2 separate regions of the Ovis aries genome follow, and region 2 is linked to region 1. Evidence: chromatin contacts called from public Hi-C data. All regions are on one chromosome and are shown on one strand. Each heading gives the region's core, a stretch centred on a gene start, on an enhancer-like site or on the middle of the called end of the contact. The rest is flanking DNA. Distances are from core to core; before and after follow the strand shown. Region 1 overlaps STK17B (serine/threonine kinase 17b). Region 2 overlaps HECW2 (HECT, C2 and WW domain containing E3 ubiquitin protein ligase 2).

Evidence for each region. Hi-C and Micro-C count contacts between places; a contact is called where the count stands out from the background.
Region 2: a Hi-C map of blood shows a contact between it and region 1, with 2.1 times the contacts expected there. The contact joins two enhancer-like sites. A contact is called at or near these places in 3 of 16 Hi-C or Micro-C datasets (all in blood).

The regions. Positions count from the first base shown.
Region 1 is chr2:198,418,071-198,423,685 of ARS-UI_Ramb_v3.0, forward strand. It overlaps STK17B (serine/threonine kinase 17b), which reads right to left. Exons shown (of 10, transcript XM_042244014.2): 4 at 3,059-3,220. The coding sequence starts at 3,180. Among named protein-coding and RNA genes, the nearest start is that of STK17B, 10 kb to the right of the region's middle. Within about 2 kb of position 3,326, at least 4 of the 54 cell types and tissues checked have an H3K27ac peak or open chromatin away from gene starts, as enhancers often do.
Region 2 is chr2:198,524,969-198,530,583 of ARS-UI_Ramb_v3.0, forward strand. All of the region lies in intron 17 of HECW2 (HECT, C2 and WW domain containing E3 ubiquitin protein ligase 2), which reads right to left. Among named protein-coding and RNA genes, the nearest start is that of STK17B, 96 kb to the left of the region's middle. Within about 2 kb of position 2,478, at least 10 of the 54 cell types and tissues checked have an H3K27ac peak or open chromatin away from gene starts, as enhancers often do.

The DNA.
Region 1 (5,615 bases), core at 2,076-4,575:
ACCGTAATTATCAGATGACTTCGGGGAAAAAACCAAGTATTTGTTTTCCATTCTAAAATGCTAATTGTCATTTAGAAGTATCCAAAACAATAATTAGGGCTTCCCAGGTGGCACTAGTGGTAAAATATCTGCCTGCCAATGCAGGAGATATAAAAAGTGGGTTAGATCCCTGGGTCAGGAAGATCCCCTGGAGGAGGAAATGGAAACCTGCCTCAGTATTCTTGCCTGGAGACTCCCATGGACAGGGAAGCCCGGTGGGTTGCACAGAGTCAGACACGACTGAGAGCCTAAGCACACACATAAAATAATACTTAACACATAATGTCCCTACATGAAATTTAACAGAAACATTTAGGAAAATTTAAAACCTTAACAATAGTACTTAATGTATAACCTAAAAGGGCAAGGCTAACTAGATTTCCCAGCAGCTAAAAGGTCTAGTTAGTTACTCTTCTACATTCTAGAACAGACAATAAAATGTGAAAGGAGGGGGGAGGGTAAGCCACAAAAGAAGCTGACGTTTATTTCTGCATCTGCCTCACCCTTCTAACCACAAGAAGTCCTATGAAACCTTGATTCAGTTGGGGGAGGGGTGGAAAAAACTTACCCAACATGTTAAAAAACAGGAACAATGCAAAGCTTTTTGAGAACAGTCAAAAATTAACTGCTAACTTTTACATATCTTATTCTCATTTGTTTAAAGAAAAATTATAAAACATTAAACATCTTAAAACTAATTTAAAAACTGATTTATAAAGATAATTTGGTAATCATCACGTGCTAGAATTATTATGTTTGTATGTTTCAAAATGTATAAGCCTCAGAAGAAACAAGATTATGATCCTAATTTTCACTTTGCAAAGTGTGGGATAGTATCAAAATTGGTAAAATATTGAAAGAATTTAAAGCAAGTTCATGGCAGATGAAAGGTCATGACTTCAATTTATCAAGGTTTATTAATGAGACATATCAATATTTACCAGGTGACTCATTAGGCCATATCAAATAAAAGAAAAAAGGTCTCTTTTATGAAGTTATTAAAAGATGAAATATTAGGAATCTGAATTTGTTTTCATCAGAGTTTATCATGAGTTTTTGCTCTAAAATGTTATAAACTGAGTCAAGTTTATGATTGTTATTTATGATGGCACCCCATTTACAAAACAATTTCAAATTATTAATATTGTTCCCAAAGTTTATGTTCTCCAAAACCATTAAAGAAAAAAAAATCAGTCTTTCTAGCTCCCACACAGGCTATCTCAATACAGTTTTGCTGTATTCCAGATGGTAAGATGTTAACAATATTGCATCCATTCTAGACTGTTTCATTTTAAGACTGAGGATAAAAAGCTGCAAAGTGATCCAGAAGAGGGTACATGGATCAAGGAACACCATCTGGAAATCAGGTTATAAGATGAGCATCTAACGAAACTGATAACATTTAGCTACATTCAAATCTCTAAAGGATTTTTTACATGGATATTATATGCAGCTACAAAAGGGGAACCATGTATATTAGGTAGAGATTAGTAGAAAACAAAATTCTGTGCCTAAGTGCCCACAAGATGGAACAGACATATTCTGAGGAAGTGAGTTCCCTATTCCTGAGACATTCAAATTGAGGCTGGATAAAAAAAACTTGTCAGGAAAATTACAGGAAAAATTGCTGCACTGCATAAAAATTATATTAGAAGGCCACTGACCATTGAAGTTCTTCCAAAGCAAAGACTCTATGACTATTTAATGAGTAATGAGATACAGTCAACTAAAGAACACTTACTCTTTCCTGTATAATGCAAAGAGAAATAATTACAGACTTAGAACTAAACTATTTCTTAAAAATACCATGAAAGGTTTTAAAAACTATATCTTTTCATAAACCATTAAAAGGCCCAAATATTTTATGCACAAAATTAAATAAATAAATATGCCTGGAATTACGAAATAAATATGCCTTCATATTTGGTTCTTAGTCTGATGACATAGATATTATCACCCTTATTTTGTAAAAGAAAGACTGCTCCCAATATCTGACAAGTGAAAAAGCCAGGACTTGCCTTCGTCTTTGACATAAAAGACCACCAAGAACAGAATTACTTGCCATGTTTCAGTCAATTTTTGTTTTCACATTGACATTATCAAACACAAAAAAATCATTCATACTATTTTACTGTGCATCCATCAACACAAACATAGGCTTTTACTATTTTAACATAAAAATCAAACTAAAGACAGAAAATGATCACCATCCTCCCTTTGTTAAGTGTTTAAATTTAAAGCTCAAAATGCTGAATACATAACAAATTATTTGGTATATCTTTTGTAATTTTCATATATATTCAAATGGTAGTGTTAAATTTAGGTCTCATAATCTCAGGTCACTCCTCAGCCTGAAGGAATTTACACCTTCGTTAAACAAAAACGGATCAGTATCAGTGTAAATAAATACAGGTTTTACTTACAGAACATGCACTGTTTGTCATATGGAATTATATTATCAAATATGAATTAATTCATTTTGTTTAGAAAAGAGAAGGAGGAGAATCTCTACATTTTTTAGGCTGGCACAACATCCTGAGAATTAGAAAAGCTATTCAACAAAAACTTTATAGCATTCTACTATTTTATAAATATTAACTTGTTTAAGACTCACAACAACGATATAAAATATATACGATTACCTTCATTCCCACTTCTCAGATGAGGAAACTACAGAACTGAGAGGAACAGTAATTTGAGATCAAATAGCAAATGGCTAACCCCAAATTTGGATGTGACAGTCCACTATGCTAAGCTGCCTCTTCCCTTGGACAAACTCAAGTAAAAGCCCTGACTTCCCACCATGGGCTATGAAGTGAGGTGTGATATATCTTACAGGCTCAGTAACCCTCCATGGATTTGATTTCCAGGTCACTTAAGACTAGATCCCTGTATATATCAGCAGAGATGAGGACTTTTCTTTCTAATCATTGCTAAATAATAATCAAGTGAGTTTTATAAACATATAGACAAAGAAATCCTGTGATTTTAAACACACACACATCAAAAGTTTCCTTACCTTCCCAGTTCTTTAGATGTAAGTGTATAAAAATTATTAAAGTTTTCCACTTTAATTGGGGTTTGAGGAGTGGTAGTTAGCATGCCCGAAATACTTCGGCAATCAAATCTTCTCCTCAACATGATGACTCCCAGATAGGCTTCTTCAGTCACTTATTTTTATCTGTTTAAAAAAAGAGGAGACGCAGGGTATAACTTATATGCAATTAAGGGGAAAAAAATGTTATCTCAGACAGGATATGCGTTATACTGTACAGCTCCAAATATAGCTATAAGGTACAACCAAAAAAAAAAGAAAAAGAAAAAGACGGAAGAAGATTTAAAAGCATATTCTACCCCATAAAAAGAAAAACAAAGACCAGACACATAAATTGGTATCACCTATGTTACTGAATTTCATTTCAGAATAAAACTACTGAAAATGCCTGTAATACCTACCAAATTCTTTTAAAAAGTTAATATTGTAATATCATCATTCAATTTCATTTTAAAACTTTGATTCTTTAAAGTTGTATCTGCACATAATGATAATTTAACATAGAAAAACAATTATTCATTTTAAATTTAATTTTACATGGGCAAATAAATATAGTGGCAAATTCACATGTTGTGAGTTATATTACTGACATCTGAGTCACTAAAAGAAATAGACTTGCTTCACGGGTCTTAGATTCAGAACCCAGCACAGAGTATGAAAAGCTGTATAATTTTGTCGGATGAGTGAGCAACTACACATTAAGCCCTATTCTGGAGTTCTAATCTGTATCTGAAGCGCATATTTATCTGGAACTTTTATGATATTTACAAGTATTCAGTTTTAATATTAAAACTACTATTTCACATTAATTGAATTCATATAATGACAAACTACATATTTTTAGATACTTCCTTCTGCTATGCCTATGTAATAGAGATCCAGTATTACTCTTCTAGCACACTCTTACAAGAATCCCTAAGCTTTTTTCCTTCTCTGTCACGTTTTTCCTCCGTTTATTTCCTACTTGACATGTTCTATAGCTTCCTACATTCAAACGCCACCTATATTCAACTTAGCAAGTGAACAGTGTGATTAGAGGGGAGTGTTTTCAGTTTCTGGATTTCCCTGGTTTTAAGTCAGCATTTTTTTTCTCTTGGCCTTTGGAAAAACAGACCTAACTAGTTTTGAGGTACATCTCTAGTGTTCCAAAATTAGCAGAGTACCACTCTGAAAATAACATTTGCATTGAGCCGCATCTGAGTCTGAATCCCATTTATCCATCATACCAGTTATGAGGCATTTACCTTTGCTGCTGTTCTGAGGTGAATTATGTCCCTCCCCTCAAAATTCCTACCTTAAAGTCCTAATCCCCTAGTACCTCAGAAAGTGACTGTATTAGGAGAAAGGGCCTTTAAATGGGTAATTAAATTAAAATGAGGCCATTAGGGTGGGCCTTAAAGCAATACACCAAGTTAAGTATCTTCATTAAAAAATTGTGATTAGGATACAGAAACACACAGGGGAAGACCAGATGAAGACACAGGGAGAAGGCCATTCACAAGCCAGAGACAGGCCTCAGAGAAGCCAAGCCTGTTGACACCTTGATCTCAAAATTCTATTCTCCAGAATTGTAAGAAAGTTAATTTCAAGTTGCTTAAGTCACCCTATCTACAGTACTTTGTTACAGCAGCCTAGCAAAGTAATACAGCTACTTTTAAAAAGAAAGAAAGTAGTATTTCAAATGTGTCGGAAGGGATACAAATATAACAAATGCTTGGAGGTTTCAATCTTATTCTTTTGTTTGAATTAAAAACAATTAATCACAAACAGAGTTGGTCCCTTCTTTTCATCCCACTAGCCTTGGGGAGGAGAGCTTATCATTTCCTTGCCGACATATGCCCCATTCAGACAGTTTTGAGATTGACTTTGCATTTCTCCTGATTACTAGCGAGGAAAGCTGCAATTCTGCTGCCCCTGAAGTATGGATGAATCATAGAATCTATCTTGCAGTGCCCTAAATACTAAAAATTAAGATACAAACTCATGAAGAATGACACTGGTACAGCGCTAGTCGTGAAAGCACATCATGGCATTCAATAAACAAATACTGTTAGTACTCTCTGAAAGATCTTCTCCAGTGACAGTCCCTGCCACTGTTGAATAGCTTACCCTCTCTCCATATACAAAACTCTCACTCCAAGTTAGCTTAAACTAGTTCTTAAAATCTGTCTTTTTTATTCCGTTTTGATGAACTATTTATATACCTTAGTTCTGATGGCATTCAGTTTCACTGTTCACATATTCCTCTCTGAAAAATCAATATGGTTACCAATTTCTATGCTTAGTGTTTTTTTCTTCAGGTCATTCTTGGGCTCTAAGATTTTTTTCCCTAAATTTACAAGTCTATAGATGTGTATGCTTATGATCATATATATGTTATTAGCATATATACAGAAAGAAGGGATATACCTGTATCAAAGATACAAATTGGGCTACATTCCCAACACTGTTCCACATCAGGCCTTAGGAATCATGAGCACAAGAACACAGCAAATTTACCCATAGAGACAGAGTGTAGGCT
Region 2 (5,615 bases), core at 1,228-3,727, 110 kb after region 1:
GTGAAGACAACTGCCTGATTCTTTAGGCCAGAAAATATAGAGGTGTGGCTTCCCTGGTGGCTCAGACAGTAAAGAATCCACCTGCAATGCGGGACACCTGGGTTTGATCCCTGGGTTGGGAAGGTCCCTTGGAGGAAGAAATGGCAACCCACTCCAGTATACTTGCCTGGAGAATCCCCATGAACAGAGGAGCCTGGCGGGCTACAGTTCATGGGGCTGCAAAAGTTGGACACAACTAAGTGACTAAGAACATACCAGAGGCAGGCTGAGACTAGTTCTCTACAGGGCCAGCTAATTTATCACAATGACAAGAGACGGGTCATATGCTTCCAGGAACAAGGCACTGGAACGCGTTATTTGATATACATCATATCACTGTTGTCCAGTCGCCAAGTCGTGTCCGACTCTTTGCGACCCCATGGACTGCAGCACCAGGCTTCCCCGTCCTTCACCATCTCCCAGAGTTTGCCCAAATTCATATCAATATTCATTCATTCAGTAAACAATTTCTGAGTACCTACTATGTGCTAGGCATGGTATCATATACTGGGAATCAAATAGGATGTAAGACACTGCCCCTTTCATGGTGCAGTGGAAGAGAGAGAATCCAAGGGCAATGCCAGCATGACATGAATATATTTAAGTTATTCCATTCATTTAACTGAGCCCTGTTTAGGCCTTCTCTTCTATTAACTCCTTCATGGAGTTTTTTCATGTAAAAACAAAGAAGGCATTGGTTTACTGTCAAGAAAGAAGATCAAGGCTGAGGAAGAGAAAAAGTGGGTAGTTATCCTCAGAAATATCACCAATCTTTTCTGATGGGGGGAAAAACAGGAACTATTCCTTGGTTATCAGGTATTTGCCCAATATTCTTTAGTCCAGCATTTCTTAAACTGGCATCATTGCCTACTAGAAATCTACAGACATAATCTTGAATACTAGGAGAATTTTTACATGCTGTGTTTCCACTTTGATGATTAAAACTGCTAATATGAGGTAAGCATATTTTGGACAAGCTGGATGACATTTATGACTAAACATTACAAAGTGACTTCAACTCCCACGTTTGCATTAACAAGACACTTGTTGCCAAGTGATCAGAGGTGAACTTTTAGAGTGTTGATGAGCAGGGCTTGATGTTAAATACGATAGCTGTACCTGTCTGCTACTAACACGCAATTCTTTCACCATTTAAAAAGACAAAACTTTTCTTTGGTAGTATTAAATTGCAGATTAAATGATAATGATGAAATAAGGCAAGGTAACGTATATGTAAATTGCCATAGGCTAAAGAGAAAACAAAATAAATGGATTTAAAAATGCTAAATAAAGCATGTGTTATGATTTTTTCTAAGAACAAAAGTTTATAAATAGTTTATAAGTAGAAAAATGGCAGTAGAATCATCAAAGGATATGTTTAATGATATATTTTCTTCAGTATTATACTTGGGGGTACACAAGTGAATTGGCTCATCACATAGATAAAAGCAAGCTATTTGTTAAGCAAGAAAAATTATGACCAAGATAATGCCACAGATGCATGTGATAGACCGTTAGACACAAAAATCAAAAGAATCAAGTCAAACACAAGTGAAATACAAAGCACAAATATATCTTTCCACTGACACTGGTCTCAACATTGGTGATTTGACTTCTGCAAAACAAAATCTTCTCGCAATATCATTAACTCAAATGTTATATTTTTTGTTTTTACTTAACTTATATTTCTTTTGGTTTTATAGCTTATAAAGCTGTAAGGATATGGAGTTTATGCATGTTTTATATTTGTACACATTTTACGTTTCACTAAATACACATGGTTAAAAATCACTATTGTAGATCTGAAATGTTTGTTTTCCTTTTAGGATGGAAAATAACAGATTGGATCCTAAAAAATTTCCATGAGTCCACCCAGTATCTGAAATAATCATAACAAGTTTGAGAAATATTGTTGAAGATTCACATGACTCTGATTAGAAGGACTTTTGAAAGTTACATTAATATATTTACTCATTTATTTTATAAATTTACAGAGTTAGAATAAATCTGTGGTAATCCTCTAATTTCTTTCTTTATTGCCTTCACCTTAATGAAGAAATTCTATTCAATCTTAGCAGTTTATAATGAGAATGAAGATTATATTGGCTTCCCTGGTGGCTCGGTGGTAAAGAATCTGCCTGCAATACAGGAGACCCAGGTTCAATCCCTGGGTTGGGAAGATCCCCTGGAGGAGGAAATGGCAACCCACTCCAGTATCCTTGCCTGGAAAAATCCCATGGACAGAGGAGCCTGGTGGGCTACAGTCTATGGGGTTGCAAAGAGTCAGACACGACTGAGTGACTGAGCATGCAAGATTATATTCAAAGAACATTTTATCATTGGACCATTTCCTCATGGGCATGTTGCTCACTGTACCCTTTACAACACACTCCAGCACTTCCTCCAGCACTGCACTTTCTCACACAGCCACTCAGTTATAACTTCAGTTCCTTCTGAGTCGTGCGATTCTGGAGGGCAAAAGCCCTTCCTCCTTTATCTCTGTGCCTTCCAGTACCCAGCACTATGCTGTGTACATAAGACGGGCTTAGCAAAATCAAACCAGGCAAATGATCCGTTAATACCAAAATACATTTGGCTCCAAACAAATTTCCCTGAGTCTATTCAGTATTTGGAATAAACTTATCTTTATACCATTTTTTGTTGTGGTGGAGAAAAGAGAACCAGAAAGCTAACACTATTTACTAAAACAGAACCCACTGCAGGAAATACAAAACAGGTAATGACAACTTCTTCATAAGAAAACACAACTGTTATATAACTAAGAGATTCATACAGATACTAGACTATATATATAGTGACATCTCAGGAAAAAGTCGCTGGCTACTACTGTCTCTCAGATGCCTGTCGAATTCAGACCTTGGTAACCACTTCCTCCCAATGCGTAGAATCACCCCAGAAGATCAACTCAAGCAGAAGATCATTTGAGGACAAGGAACATAGTCTCAAGACTGGAATTCCCACAGAAAATAGCCTCACTGAAACCAACCAACATTTTGGTGTAGTTAAAGTAGGGCACGTGATCAAAAACAATCAGAAGCACCAATGCCTCTAAACCACAACACTCTCTGGATTTCAGACTCTGCACACATGTTTCCTGTATGATGTGGTTGCTGTTGTTCAGTCGCCCAGTCGTGTCTGATTCTTTGCAACCCCATGAATTGCAGCATGCCAGGCCTCTCTGTCCCTCACTATTTCCTGAAGTTTGCCCAAGTTCATGTCCATTGCATCGGTGATGCCATCCAGCCATCTCATCTTCTGACACCTTCTTCTTCTGTAAACAGGTTTCTGTATACAGTTTAGTAAACCTTCAAAAATATATATGTTGTGAAAAATTGCCTCAAGGCAATTTTAGAGAAATCCTCATGACTTTTCTGATGGAGTAATGCCAAGAAAGGAAAATCAGTACTAATGATTCATATTTCTGATTACAGTCACAGGGCATGGTCTGGCTTGAGGTAAGAACCAAGGAGTAGAAAGGTCAACTTTTCTTTCTACTTCCCATTACATAGGTAAGGTTTGAAAATATGGATCTATTATTATCTCACAATGCTTATGGACATACAGAGGTGAAATCAATTAGTCATATATTTAGAAGCAATATTTGTTGTAAGTGGATATAAATGAGCTCTGTGCTAAGAATTCAGAGAGTTACTTAACTCTCTCTGCTTGTTTTCTCATCTTGAAATAAGCATAGTTACAGTATTTGCCTCATAGGTTGGTGAAAAGGATTCAATGAACAAATGCAAATAAAAGGCTTAGCATAGAACTATTATATAGTAGCATGTAAAAATTTCAAAATATTGAGTATATTATCAGATAGGTCTCATAATTATTTATTCCTTTTTCAACAGACAGAATGATCTATTGAAAATAGAGCCAAATTAGATGTCTGGTCATATATTCCTTTTTCTGCTTCTATTGTTGGCAAGTTGTTTTAATCTTTGTATTTATCTTGGTTAATTCCACAGATACCTATTGAGTACCTCTATGATATGCACTAGATAAGACTCTGGCCTCTCTGTAATACTGAAATTAATGCTGTGAGGACCAAAGAGATAATACACATGAAGGGTTTAAAATCCTCATAATTTAACAGACAATGGTAAACATTATTCTCAGTAAAGCAAAATAAAGCAAAACTATTTTAACACTAACGAAAGGAATTTAGTTATTACATGCAAAAAACATGTGGCTATAAGACACCTTAGTCAGACATTCTTAACAGCTTGTACCCTAAATCCATCATTATTCTGAAGAATATCTAGGTTATGCTAAAATGTATAGCTAGAGGTTTATATTTTCTTATTAACTATAATAATTTATTATATATTTGATACAAGAGTTTTAACTGAAAAGATATTCAGGAATTGAAACTATGTTATATAGGCATATATTTTATTTTAAAATATATATATGAAAGAAAAAACAAATGGGTTACAATATAACCCATTAACATTAGAATGGATAAGTCTGTTAAACAGTATGTAAAGGAGTAGGCAAGGATACAGCAGTATTTTTTAGACAGTGATATAAAATGTCAAGGTAAATGAAAAAAATAACTTGAGACACCAATTTCCAGAAAATCGTGCTAGAAGTTTTCTAGATTTGGCAGTCATTATTTAGAAAACTATAAAAAAAGTCCACTCATAACAGAAACAAAAACATAAAATACTTTTGGAAAACCTAGACACAAAACATTCAGTGCCTATATAAATAAATAAATAAGAAAAATGCATTGTAAGAAATGCAAAGGTTGAATGCATGAAAAATTATACCTGTAGAAGAAAAAATGGAAAACTGTAAACATCTTAATCATATGCAAAGTAACTTAAGCTTTTTTAAAATGTCCATCAAAATCCCAATGTAATTTTAAAGGTTAATAACATTATTCAAAATTTCATCTTGTTACTTAAAATAATGCTACATGCTAGAGAATTTTAGCCAAGTTTTTAAAATAAATAATTGTTACGCTACCATTTCATGGGATGTAAAGTAATTACTGGAATATACAAAGATATATAAATTGATTTATTAAAAAGAGGGATTCTATATCTTTATATATGTGATCTTGAACACTGGAAATGTAGTTACTTACCCCTTTGAGGTGAATAATTTTAGGGGCTATCATTAAGTCCCAAATATACTGCTATGAAATTGATTAATTTATCAAATATTTCTTAAACACCCACTTTATACAATATAAGATATGAGGTACTACGAGAAGTAAGAACTTATAAAATGAGTAAAATACAACTTGATTTCATGTAGCTTATACTTGATTTGGAATATAAGTGTAAGAAAACATATGGTAGGAAAATATAAGATGTTTTTAAACATTTTAAGCACAGATGGTAATATTATACCATTTTTATTGTAAATATAAAATTCAGAAACATATGATACCTGATTTTTGGTATAATGGCACTCTGATGGGTCTGCAAGAATGTTTACTATAAAATGTACCTTCAAGGTACAGACAGTAATAACTTATTCAATGGGATGTACTAATAGTATCCATTTGTATGTAGGACAATGTGCTTGAAATAAGGGCATTT